3 separate regions of the Zea mays genome follow, and all the other regions are linked to region 1. Evidence: chromatin contacts called from public Hi-C data. All regions are on one chromosome and are shown on one strand. The core of a region is the stretch at or near the end of the contact, and the rest is flanking DNA. Distances in the headings are between cores, read along the strand shown. Region 1 holds the start of LOC103633315 (zinc-metallopeptidase, peroxisomal-like). Region 2 has its middle 18 kb from the start of LOC100274223. Region 3 holds the start of LOC100274223 (Vacuole membrane protein KMS1).

The links. A called contact is a pair of places that touch in the nucleus more often than the background predicts.
Region 2: a contact with region 1 is called in a Hi-C map of bundle sheath, with 1.7 times the contacts expected there. The contact joins the enhancer-like site here to the promoter of LOC103633315 in region 1. A contact is called at or near these places in 4 of 25 Hi-C or Micro-C datasets (bundle sheath, leaf, leaf mesophyll and 1 more).
Region 3: a contact with region 1 is called in a Hi-C map of ear, with 2.0 times the contacts expected there. The contact joins the promoter of LOC100274223 here to the promoter of LOC103633315 in region 1. A contact is called at or near these places in 4 of 25 Hi-C or Micro-C datasets (bundle sheath, ear, leaf mesophyll and 1 more).

The regions. Positions count from the first base shown.
Region 1 is chr7:168,070,167-168,074,846 of Zm-B73-REFERENCE-NAM-5.0, forward strand. It overlaps LOC103633315 (zinc-metallopeptidase, peroxisomal-like), which reads right to left and starts at 1,635. Exons shown (of 26, transcript NM_001347229.1): 1 at 1,387-1,635; 2 at 1,205-1,280; 3 at 1-3. The coding sequence starts at 1,584. It overlaps LOC103633318, which reads right to left. Exons shown (of 6, transcript XM_020541738.1): 6 at 4,218-4,606. The coding sequence ends at 4,315. It overlaps LOC103633317 (a long non-coding RNA gene), which reads right to left and starts at 4,080. Exons shown (of 3, transcript XR_556454.2): 1 at 4,053-4,080; 2 at 3,833-3,897; 3 at 3,700-3,724. It also overlaps the pseudogene LOC103634349.
Region 2 is chr7:168,444,164-168,448,758 of Zm-B73-REFERENCE-NAM-5.0, forward strand. No RefSeq gene overlaps it. Among protein-coding and RNA genes, the nearest start is that of LOC100274223, 18 kb to the right of the region's middle. Within about 2 kb of position 2,273, at least 18 of the 20 cell types and tissues checked have an H3K27ac peak or open chromatin away from gene starts, as enhancers often do. A contact at or near this core is called in bundle sheath, leaf, leaf mesophyll and 1 more, where this site is marked.
Region 3 is chr7:168,463,279-168,467,368 of Zm-B73-REFERENCE-NAM-5.0, forward strand. LOC100274223 (Vacuole membrane protein KMS1) reads right to left here and starts at 1,366. Exons shown (of 8, transcript NM_001148594.1): 1 at 1,050-1,366; 2 at 1-37. The coding sequence starts at 1,092.

The DNA.
Region 1 (4,680 bases), core at 385-2,884:
GCTCTGTAAAATTGGAAACATTCATAAGGATAGGGAGAAAAAGAACAACCCACATAATATTCAATTTTCATCAATATGTTAGTAAAACTGTAACTAAAGCAGTATAAAAGCAGAACAATAAGTGTCTATATATGTAGAAATACAAATTAGATATATTGTTTATATATTATTAATCAAGTCCACAGATATTTAATTATCACCTTAAATGATCCTGGCAATTGGGTAAAGCATCAAACCAAGCAAAAAATGCATAGATAAAATTCAGGGAACTTTATAGAATGTCAGACAACTTGTAGAGTTCATCAACTAAAACTAATTCAACTGAACTTTCAACTAGCATATCATCCATAAATGGGAGCATACCATCAAAATGACAACATGTAAAGGTATTCTCCCAGCATCAATCACATTATTGACGTTTGTTTTGTTGTCATGCATGCATGGTTTCAGATGAGTAAGTTGTCTTGATGCTTTTTCACCACTAAGCCACAAGATACTTGCAGATTTTATGGATAAAACTTAGTTTCTCCAAACTAAGTGACTCTACGACTCACGTTTTTTCAGGGTTACTGGAGTATCCCAGTCCAGATATCATCAAACAACCGATACTTTCTGTAAATTTGAAATATAGTGAAAAATGCCAAGGAAGTTCTTTATTCAGCACAGCATGTTCACTCCACTCATCAAATTCAATGATATTTCGGCTGGTGGTAAAAGTTCATTTTGAAATGTTTTTTTCTCAGAAACCAGTACATACTTGAATGCTCAATGGAATATAGCAGGTTTAAGGAGAGAGAGGGGGGGAGGGGAGGAGTAACATATTTGACTGGACCTAGAGTATCGCTCAACGCTCATCCTCCTTTTTCATGTTTATTTGCACCTAATGCCTAATAGTATAGCGCTCTTGATTTCCATGTATGATCAGAGGAATAGAGAAGTAATATCTGTTTGACAACCAAATGCACATTCAAATGCAGTGTAACAAGCATTGAGACCTAAGTTGCGATAAGACGACACTACGACAGTACATGCAGATAGCACAGAAAAAAATACTAGTGTTCACGTATTTCTCACTTCCAAACTACTCACAACCAATCAGAGAAAAGCTACCAACAAAAAACAGGATCAAGCTGAAGCTCAGTCCAGTTCAAGCAGTAAGCGAGTTCAGGACTTCAGATGCAGCAAGATGAAACCGAACACTGACCGAGGAAGTGTGCGAGCCCTTCCAGCCCATCGGGGTCGCAGAAGTACCCCACCGAAACATTCATTGACGCCGCCGCCTGCAAAACAAAGCACAATTCACAACCTCGAAATCTCGCACCAAAATCCAAAACCCGTCGCCAAAACCCCCGTTCGGTCCATCCTAGCACGATCGGTGTAGCAGACCTTATCGGTGTCGGGGTCGCTGATGAGCAGGCACTCGAGCGAGTTAGGGAGCACGACGCGGCGGTACCCACGCTTGTCGTTGCGGGGCCTGATGATCTCGACGTCCCCGGTCGCGGCCGTCACCGCCGCGGCCAGCGGAGGGGCGGCGCCGTTGGCCGGGTCGCCGGGGGCGTCAGTCTCGCGGGGCCTCGAATCCATCGCAACGAGACTTCACGACCGCGACGCTTGGAGCGGAAATTGGCAACAAAGCGGAGCGGAGCAGTAAGCTGGTTTGGTTTGGCTTTGCTCCCGCTGTTGGATTTGGAGGGGAAGGGTGGGGGCAGACGGCGACAGGCGGCGCGGGTCAGTCAGATATCAGATCGGCTGGCCGGTCGCTTCACGGCACACGGCTTCAAGACTCGTCAGTAGGAAATGGACTGGACCGGCCGGTTGGCTGAGCCAGTCTGAAATAGATACGGCTATAGATGTCAAGCACGTGGTCTGTTAGCCCGGTACGAAACACGTTATTTTAGCACGACACGAGCACGGCACGGTACGGATTAAAGCGGATCCGGGCTCAGCTCGGCCCGGATAACGTACCGGGCCCGACAGACATTTGAGCCTGTTGGGCTGGTCCAAGCACGGCCCGGTATTTGTCGGGCCTTTTAACCAGCCCGTTTATTCTAAACCCCCTAAAACCTAAATCCCCATTTCCCCACCCACCCCGCCGCCAGCCCACAAGTCCCCGAGACCCCGACGGCCCAACCCGACGGCTGTCGTGTCCGCGTATAACACCTCGTCACCTCCTAACGCAAACTCTAACCCACTCTTCCTCCCTCTCGCTCCTGGATCTCTCCTCCCTGCGGCGGCGCGACGCGGCGAGTGCCGAGTGTCGGCATCCAGTGCGCACAGCGCACGTCCTCCCTGCTCCCTGCTCCCTGCTCCCTCCTGCAGCTCAGCAGTCATGGCTCGCCCCTGCAGCAGCAGCAGCGCCGCTGCCCGCCTCCTCCTGCTGTTCGTCGCTGTCGCAGCGGCGCTCCAGGCCACGGTCGTCGCGCCGCCGGTGGCCAGCGGCTTCATCCGCAAATCCTGCCGCGCGACGCAGTACCCGTCGGTGTGCGAGCATAGCCTCGCGGCGTACGGAGGCTCCCCGCCGCCGCGGGGGCTGGCGCGCGGCCCGCGCTCGGGCAGCGTCCGCGTACGTGGGCCGCCTGTGCGGCTCCCGGTCCGGATTCGGTGATGGCAGCCCCCGCCGCGGCGCGAAGAAGGGGTCAGCGGTCGCAGGTCCCGTGCGCGACTGTCTGGAGAATCTAGCGGACAGCGTGGGCCACCTCCGCGACGCGGCGCAGGAGATAGGCGGCGCCGGGATGGTTTTGTGTTTTGCGGGCTCGGGCCGGCACAGGCCACTAAATGGGTCGTGCTATTTAGTCCGGCCCTGCATGGTCAGTCCTACACCGTGCCATGCTCGGGAAGAGTTATGGGCCCGTCAGGCGGTACGGCACGGCTCGATTAAGTGGTCGGGCTTAATTGTGTCGGGCTCAAACGGGTCGGGCCATGTCTCCCGTTTGGACATCTATATATACGGCTTCACGGCACACGCTTTTTCATATACACTCTTAACGATAATAACCAAACTAGAAATTTGGGTTGTTGATGTAACAAACCAGCTCACAAGCTAAAATAAGCTAAGGTTTCTAATGCAAGGCAGGCAGCCCGTCAGTGATTTCTTGCAGCCTACGATCACAAGGGAATCCTAACAAGCCCACCAGAAAAGTCAAACGATCAGCCTTTGTGCGATGAATATGTGTGACCGTGATGTTCCGATTTCCCAATCCATCCACCAATAAAAAGCAAATGCTGCCACGAGTTGAACCCTCTCCGGAGGCGAAGCCTAAACAACCAAACAGGTGGCGTGGTCGATAAAAATCTACAAGTCAACTGGCGCGCGCCAGCGCGCGCGTTCATCTTGTTTTTGATGTTATACGTTTTCAGCAAGCCGAAGCAAACGATTCTATATACGAAACATGACGGTTCGTTATAGCACCTGATAAGTATACAGAAGGGTACATGACATAGTAGTACATAGATATCATGTAGCATGTCCAAAATAAGATCTGCTTCATGGAAGCTGTGACTCTAATTATATATAGAGACAAAATAGCGACGAACATGTTTTTTTCATCTGAATTTTGGCTCCGACGTTCCAAAATATTCTTATATTCTTGCGATACAACAGTAGGATACTTCAGTTATGCAGCAAAGTTTGGGTTTATTTGAAGTCTTGGTTGCATCGTTTACCTCGCTGTGTTGTGTTGTAGACAACGTCTACTCTTGTTGATTCTTGGGATTTTGTTTGATTCTGGATGAATGTAGGCTAAAAGTTTAGCTGCATAGTATAGCAAATATACTAATGGAGGATCGGGGACTCAATTGTAGACCTTTTGATTCTGAGATGAGAATTATAGACCTTTTTGTTGGCGACTCAATTGTAGTTGTAGGAGCTCTGCTTCTGTTAGCATCGGGGAGGTTTGTCTATGCAATAGTTAAATTATTTGTAAATGAGTAACAGGGAAAATGAGCGCAGTTGATAAAGGATACTGAAAAAAATACAATTATTGTATACTGAAAATATTTCAAGAAGACATGTCCTATTTCAAAGTATTTTCTTATAAGTGTTGGTGCAGAACCTGGTGGGTTGTTTGCTTCTTGTGAAATAGGCTTACCTCAGGCTTATTCTTTGCTGGAGAATATGCCAGCTTTCGGGTCATCTGAGGATGATTGAAACATATGTTACTGTATGAAAGCTTAAGAATGAAAAGGTAATTGATAAGTATGATTTAACTTACGCATGGTGAGTCTGCTGTGGAAAGTCTAGACATGGGTGTAGAAGGAGATTCGGCAGCTGTTGTTATCAGTTTGTTTTTTGTTGGAGTGAGAGGAAGTTGCACATCATCTTTTTCTTGTACTATTGGTAGTGATGTCATTCTTCCATATGATGCTACAATTCCTTTGATGAGCAATGTTTTTTTCTAGAAATCTGAATGACTGGCTGTTGAATTCTATAATGAATGTGTATTTCCGTGAAACTATTGCTGCAATTTCAGGTGGGATAGCTGATGCATCAGGAAAGGATGCAACAACTGTTGGACATGGTTTCCCAATAATTGTCCTAGCAACATTGTCGAATGCAAACATTTCAGCTTCTTCAGTTCCATCTGATGCCTTGAAAGTGAGCTTGTATCTATAACGGAGAGGAGAGTGAGTAAATTGTTATATTTTTATGGTACATTAAAGAAATTATTAAAAGTAGGTTGG
Region 2 (4,595 bases), core at 1,023-3,522, 370 kb after region 1:
CGAGTCGCTCGAATGGACTGATCCCTGACTTAATCGCACCCATCAGGCCTTTGCAGCTTTATGCTGATGGGGGTTACCAGCTGAGAATTAGGAGTCTTAAGGGTACCCCTAATTATGGTCCCCGACAATGATGCTAGAAATTTTGTAATGGTATTTAGATGGATATAATTGACATCTGTATAATATACCATTTTGATAGATGTTTAATCTTTGTCGGTATGGGCGACCCATACCCACAAGGGTATAGGAATGAGCGTAAATCCATACCCACCAATGTATATGGGGTGGCTCGACGATATTATTTTTTGTCGTGGGTATGGGTATGGGTAGTAATACCCGATGTGTATTTACCATTGCCATCTCTAGTCTGTTCGTTTGGTTTTAATCCGTATCGGCCTCTACTTTTCTAAAGTGTGTTTGTCTATAAATTACAGCTGCAACAGTCCAAATAGTTGGTTTTAACCCGAATCGAACACCCACCCAATTAAATCACCCCCACACCCATAATCTTTATTGAATCCATCAAATAAAATACACTCAGGCTTAACACACCATCAAAACAACAGTTCATTCATCACACAACTCTAATCCCGACAGTTAATAAATAAAAAAAGAAATCAAATACTACATTCGTTCTAATTTATAATTCGTTTAACTCGTTTAACGTTTTTATATCAAGTTTGATCGTCTTGTCTTATTAAAAAAAACAGCCAAAAAATGAAAAATTCAAAATCATACTTTAAGTATATTACTCATCCGTCCCAAAATAGTTGTCGTTTTAGCTCTAAATTTTTATGTCCATATTGATATAAATGATTATGAAACTAGACATATATATACAACATATATTAATTATTATACGAAATTAGTAAAAAATGTAAAACAAATTTTAATTTGGTACGGAGATGGGAGTACATGCTAAATTATATTACGGTAAAAATAAATAATAATTATAATTTTTAGTAAGACGAGTTAATTAAATTTAGCGTAGAAAAGTATAACGAATTATAAATTATAAGGAACGGAGGTGGTAGTTTAGTGACTTCCCGCAAATAAATAAATTTGGGTTAATAAAAAATAACAGGTATTTCTCTCTTTTAACCGGAGGTTCTCCTTCCTGGCACGGTTTCCGCGCTGGGCGATATGAACACGTGTGGGTGCCGTCACTCTCGCCCGGCATCTAGGGATGAAAACGGTAATCCGAACTCTTAGAACAAATTTAATATTTTAAAATAAATATGCATAAAATTTAATGTTGATCTTTTCTTATGTTATCAAGCACATTAGTACACATATGAATAAAATATTACACAAATTATTTTATGTATTATTTGCTCCCTACAGCACGAAACGTTGAAAAAATTACCGAATTTATTTCCGAATCCATACCGAAGTTTATATCTATTATTTGAGAAAATATAGAATGAATTTGAGGTTTACCTTTTATGAATCTTTACAAGCTGAATGTTAAAAACAAGAATACAAATTTGTATTGTAGATTATATATCCTATTTATTCGCAATCAAAGAAAGACGATCAAAAAACTGATTACCGAATAAATACCGTTTCCGACCGTTTTCATCCCTGCCGGCATCGCCATAAGGCTGACTCTAGTAAGGGCTTCTAAATAATCCTCTATCATAAATACGTATTTGTCCTATCAACGAACGTCCCTGTTCTAGCTGTTCTGGTTGTCCCGCAATCAAACGGTACTCTACGCTCTCCAACAACGTTATTTAAACGGTTCTCTAAATTTAGAGAACGCTGCTGAATTCTCTCTATATAAAGTTTCTCTAAACGATTATCTATCATTTCAGTACTTTAAATAACCTATTTAGTAAAAGAAAAATATATACAATATATTTGAGAGTATGACAAATACGTATATAAAAAAATAAAAATAAAAAAGTGTCTCTAATATAGATAGTTGAGTATAGAGAACGTGATTTAGATAACGTTGTTGGAGAGGAAAGAGATATAGAGGATAAAAATATTTAGAGAAGACCGTAAGTGACGGATATAGAGAACATGGCAGCCCATCAACGGCGGCGCGCCTGCATTTGGTAGCCACGGCCGAGGCGGCCGGCGGGTCAAAATTCACAGCCCCGGGCCCGGCGGCAGCGCCGCGCCAGATACGACCTGGTGGGGCCGGCCGCTGGAGCTGGATGTAACGGTGCCGTTAGCCCGGCGGCTAGCTTTAGCTGTGACCGTGAGTTAACAGAGGTCGCTCTACGCCCCGCGTGACGGGGAACGCGTGGGCACGGTCCACCATGGGCTGTCGTGCACCACCACCACGACCTCTAAAAAGGAAAGGGGGTGCGGATGTGGTGGGCCCCACCAGAGGATAAGCCGGGAATTTTATTTCCCCCCAATGGTTTTATCTATATTTTTCTCCCTCGCTGTCTGCCTGTCTCGCTATCTCCACGGCCACGGAGGACGGAGAATGGAAAAAAAAACGAAGGCAAGGAAAAGCCGCGCTCGTCTTGCGCCCGGGCGCCTTTCCCTGTTGGCGGGCGAGTGACATGCGGGGCCTGGCCCTCCTGTCACTCCCTTGCTGTTTTCTCCCAGCCGGTGGGGCCGGCCGCGGGCAGGTTCGTTCGGTGGTGGGAAAAGCGTGTGGGGCAGGGGGGGAGTCGTGGGACCACACGCCACTCACGTGAGCACCGGATCTTGTCGTAGGCCTGGCGGGTCCCAGGCCGGATCCTCTGCGGATCGGCGGTTGGCCGGGACGTTGTGTGGCTGGAGCGTACGGGCGGGGGGCTAGCAAAAGTTGAAGCGGAGGGCGATCGGGCACCGGGCGGCCGGGCCGGTGCCGCGGTGCGGATGCGTATGCGCGCGGGGCCGTGCGGATGTGATGTGCGGCTTACGAGTACCAAAAAGACCCCACCCACCCACCCTGCCCCTGGAAATATTTTTTTTACTGGCTGCGATATTATATATGAAATCCAGGGTACGATGCTGACTCCTTTGACGTCAGGGTAGGTAAACTGGCGCTGTAATTTTGTAATCCTTCTAGTATGCGCCGTGTTATTTATTTTGTGGAGTATACTGTCGCTAGTGTAAGCACAGGGCGCATGCATGTAAACTGCTTGGGGAAAAAGACGTTATTTTATCCGCGGAATCGACCCTGTTCAATGCCGTCGGTAGATTTGATTGCTATCTATGGCGTCGACTATCGACTGTGGAACGACCATGACTGCAGGATTTATTGGCAACACCAACACAGCTCTGATGTACAGTACAGAGAACAGTAGGTGTTGTCACGGTCAATCTCCTCTTTTCAGCATAACGTGAGTGAAGTGAGTGCGAGAGACAGAGACGGCAGCGTGTAGACTAGAGCCCCACGTTCTAGATGATCAGGAGAAAAGGGGGCGGAACATGGAACAAAGACCAGGGAAAATTGCGAAGGGGGAGAGTAGGAGTACAGTAGTGCAGGAGGTTGAAACGAACTGCTAGTGTCACAGGAAGAGCATGTGGATACACGGCGGCGAAGAAGCCAAAACCCCTGTTTTTCTTTCTTCCTTTTTTTCACTTCTTCTATATCTAAATTTGTAATGTCAGTTTTTAAAAACATTTTTTTCGACAACACTGTTATATGATCAGGTAGTACAAGCAAATTGTTTTTTTAATAATTTATGGTTTGTCTTTCTATGGTATCAAACGTCTTTACTTTGCCGCCAACATAGATAAAACACTAGCAAGTTTTAGATTTTTTTATAGCATCTAAAATTTTAGGAATTTTTTTTGGTTACAAGGAAACGTGCAGTGACACATTCATGCAGAAGCACTGAAGCAGTGATCCTGAAGGCAGAGGGTGATGATGACATGAGGTCACCGGCAGCCGGCCTCGAGCTCCGTGTCCCGGCTGCTGTGCTCTTCTGACATGGAAGGCCGAGATGACCAACCCGTGGTACTGCAGCTCCGGCCGGCCGGCCGGCCGGTTCCCTTCCCTCGGAAGTCGGAGAACCCTCACGCCGTCAACAGCCAGCTTGCAGTTGGTGGTGTGTGGCGGAGATCGATGGATGGCGCGCGCTAGGACAGAGCTGAGCTGAGCACCCGGCGGCGGCCTGCCTCCCGTCCCGGCCCACCGGCGGCTCCACCGCTCCACGGCGTGGTGCCAGGGCCACCAGCCAACGTCGAAAGACACGACGCAGGGCCAAAAGGCATAGCAGCTTCAGCGTACGGCGTACCTTGCTCTTGGACACGACGCAACGCCCGTCACCCACACCGGCACGAGCAGACTGGTCTCGGGCTCTCGGCTGGCCTGCAGACGCTCTCTCTCGCCATGGACGGCGCCGCAGCGCCCGACTGGTACGCTTCTTCTCAGCCAGCGCGGAGGGCACTCTCCTCTTCGTCTTCACCCGGCGGCCGGGAGGCACATTGGACTTCACGGACGCAGAAAGACCAAGGCGCACCAAGAAACGCACCTCGCGACACTGCCTCGCTTTTATAATGCGGGAGGAAAGCAAGGGCAGGCGCTAGCCAGCCAGCCAAGGCAGGCAGGCACCACGCGGCCACGCACCAGCTTGCTTCTACTGGTAGCTGTTTCTTTTGCTCCTCTTCTGTTCTCTGTGGGTGGTGCCGTTGCTATCGGC
Region 3 (4,090 bases), core at 116-2,615, 390 kb after region 1:
AGTCTCTCTAGGTCCACACGATGTTTTTTCCGGAGCTCTGAAATATGAAGTGCACCGGTTAGATCATGGATTACACTGCAATATATCTCATTATTCGTTCAGTTAGCAAAGTGTTAAGAAAAGTCATGTTTTAATCTCAGCCTGTAGTGCCATACGGAGAATCCAACGCACACTGTGAATTATTAACATTCTAGGTAACTGGTTCACATATCGTAAATCGTAATTACGCAAATTCTGTAACTGATGTCGCCTAGTTATTAAAAATCAAAGCTGGGCAACCAGATCTTTCAAAAAAATTGCAGTTAACCTTCCACAACACAGAGGCTTTGTGACAGTGACATTGACATATGTATTTGTCTTCAAGCTGGAAAACTAAATTTGCATTGAAATCATGGCATCATTGCCACAAGGGTAATATAACGGAGAAAAAGACAAATTAGTAAAACGACCACTCCTAGATGCCAATATTTTATCATGTAAAAAAACCTGAAGAAAAAAAATCAAGTAGACAATGATAATTCAATCAGACGCCAACCGCCAAAATACGATCTAAAATCTAAATTGATAAGCGTGGAAAACCTCAGTTTTAAGTTTTAACCTTCAAAAGGTATTCTAAAAGCATCCAATGCTTGAATAAAAAAATCACAGATTGGATGACCAATACCAAGCATGCAATTTCGCTGCTAAAAAAGAACGGTTCTACTCTGCTTCGAATCGCGGGCAAGAAAAATAAGTAAACCAAACAAGGAAGACATTCTGTTTTCCTATCCGTTATCCCCAATCTGGCTTTGTAGGAAAGAGTAGGAAAAAACATGAAATATTCCAAGCTTGTAGGAAAACCTCAAAGACACGCATTCGCAGCTCCACGGCAGCTAGATCAGCAACAGCGATTTCCATAATTACGCACCACAGGCACAGATGTCAGGTGTGAACAGCGCAAGATGATTTAAACCCAACAATTAAACCAGACAGCGTATCTCCAAGAACAATGGGCGGACACCAAACAACGCGATCCCTCCGCAGAGCCCGCATCCGATCGACTCACTCACCTGACATAGCCTTGTCCTCGCCGGAGCCGGCGGTAGGACCCATGGCGCAGCTCCGGGTCCCTCTCCTCTGCCGCCGCCGCTGCCGCGTAGATCTAGGCAGCGAGCTGTGGTGTTTGAGCTAGGCGCCGGCGTTATATGATCCGAAAAAAAGGGCGCGAGCGAGCTTTGCTTCCCGTTTGGCGCGGGAACGCCCCTTCACCGTACAGGTCTCCTGGAGAAGGAGGGTACAGCGGCACGAGCCCGGCGAGGCGCAGGCACAGACGAATCGCTCCTTCCACCTGAAAAGATGAGCCTTTTCCGCGAACGCAAGGCGCAAGCTAAAAGCTAAAAAGGAGGGCAAGATGAGAACGGCTTTCCGTTTTTTATGCGCTTTGCCCGGGGTTTCACGATTTACCCCGTCAGGCACAGACGCAACGCAAACGCGGATACATGCGTTGGGGACAAAGGTAACCGATGAGGGCAGGAAACTGACGTGGTTGTTTAGAGATCCGATCTTCAATTCCGTTATTCGGGGCGGAGTTTATGAGCTGCTGCCAACGTTTTTCTTTTTAAAAACCCGAAATCAAAGCTTTAGAATTATGCTGCTAGTGATAGGAAACGGCCTTGGTTTGAATACCTCGTATTCATTTCAATCCATATGTATCGAAGTTGATTCGAGTGTAATTTAGTTTAAGTTACATCTCAATCCAATTCAATACACATAGATTAAGTGAGAGTACCTAAACAAAGCCTAAGGGTCGAGCCACACTATCAAATCTTTAATTTTATATTTAATATTTTTAAGAGCTATAAATGCCTAGCTAGTTTTGCCAAATTGCCAAACAGGTAAGTGAGACATTGGCACATTGCTATTTGATCGAGTGGGTTTAGCTCATTGGTCTCCCGATTCTGGAGAAATTATATATGGGCACTCCCAACCAAAAAAAACTATGATGGTTTGTATATTCATTAATCAATATCTATATCTATATTCTATATTATACTTAAAGCACCAGTTTCAACGGTCGTCACGCGTCATCTTTTTACAAAGAACCCCTCACATTTATCGTTGCACGTCTATATATGGCTAAACGGCGGCTCAGCATGGGCCAGACGCTCGCGGGACACAACTCTGGTCCATGCACGTCATGCCGGCCTGCTGACCGTGACGGGCCAACCTATCGGCCCATTTGTTTAAATCAGCGTAAAATGTTAAAAAGTGGTGCATGAGGTGAGGTTCGAACCCATGCCCTGATGGAACAAGGGTAGAAAATATTGGGTGAAGCTGTCTAACCAATAGAACATCATGCTCAGATGTTTTTAATATTGAATATGTATATATGTATATACATTTTTTTAAAATAAAAAATATAATCGTGTCGGTCCGGGGCAGCACTACGGGGCGAGGCTACAGCCCAAACACGGCACGACGTTCTTGGCTCTTACAAGCATTGGGTTGTTTCTGAGACCACATTGGCGCAATTGACTCCATGGTGTTTGAGGTTGCTGAATTAGATGGAGCAACAATGATTTGTCACACTAACAGTAAAATGAAAGGTTATTTGTTGGTTTTAAACGTTAGTAATTGCTACGAAGTAGCATAATTTATATGGAGCGCATCTAGTTTTTATTGATGCCTGACTTTATCAATCACTCCATATTTTGATCCATCTTTTTTATAAGTTTGAGTTCATGTGACTTATTTTAGAAACTTGAGCTCATAAACTTTCTCTTATTTGGTCTCTGTATGGTGGAATTATGTCATTTTATAATCTCTGTTCGTTCACTCAGTCGTTGTGAACTCTCTTCTAATCGCTCACTTTATTAGCCGTGTTGTACCATGATATATTGCATGGAGTAAACAATAACATCAATTAGCTAAATCAAAAAAATATTATACGGAGAGCGGAGACAATCAATAAACAAATCTTGATTTTTTGTGGATAGTTTACGTGGATATTGTTGTAAGTCGTCGCAACGCACGGGCAGCCGACTAGTGTTAATTAATGTGTCTGGTAGAGAATTGTGCATTTCTAAGATTAAATTAATTGTTAAAGCAATTATGATATGAACAAAGTATAAACCACATGTGAAAAAACATCTTGTCCATATAACAGATTAATTCTAAACTAAAAAACGATATCATCGTGACTTACAACGAAGTTTGCTCCAACAAATAGGTTGTAGAATTGATGAAATTTATAGAACGTTTTAGATCATATAAGCAAATAATCGTGTAAACACTACACAGAAATCTGATTCGCTCCAACTCATGTAGATTTTTCAATGGAGTGAGGTTTTATGGCCTTCTTGTTGTTGACATCAATGGGATCCATAAAGTGCAACAGCCACGTGTTGATATGAAAATATATGAACTCAAAAAATTTGTGGATCCTGAAAAAAATAGATGTACTTACCCGTCTTTGTCTTCCACCTTTGTCTAATCCATTCGCTGTTGGTATTGAGGACCACCGAAATAAGTGGACTGGTTCAAAGCGGCATCAATGTCGCTTGGTTGGGGGCCAATATTATGCTTGTATGATGACAAAATGGAGGACGACCACCATATGAAAGAAGTAGCACTATATGGGGGAGGAGCATTGTCGGGTGTGATAATTAGGGGTATCCGGGTTACACCTCTAAAAACGTGATCAGAAAAAGTTAACGGCTCAGACATAATCACCGAAGGAAAGGCCAAGCCACCTCACATGAGGCCCACCGCAGGGGTCTTCTCCTTAAACGTTGACGGGACCGAGAACCCTCCCCGAGGGTCCTCCGCCTCAGGCTAGCCCCCGTCTCAACCGAGCCTCTCACAGCTTATGCCTCCCATCTCCGCCTCGCTCGAAGTCACCTCGTCCTACCATCACTCCATCCGTCTCGCCCGAGCAAGGCTCAAGCAAAGAGGACAAGGCACAACCGAAGGCCAGCGGAGGACACTCGCATTTAATGCACACACCTACCCCACGAAGAGGCACAGGAGCATAGTGGCAACAAGACAGCAGTTGCGTCCAGGCGCAACGACATGATTACGCTTGTGCCACTGTGTACGTACGTCGCCTACC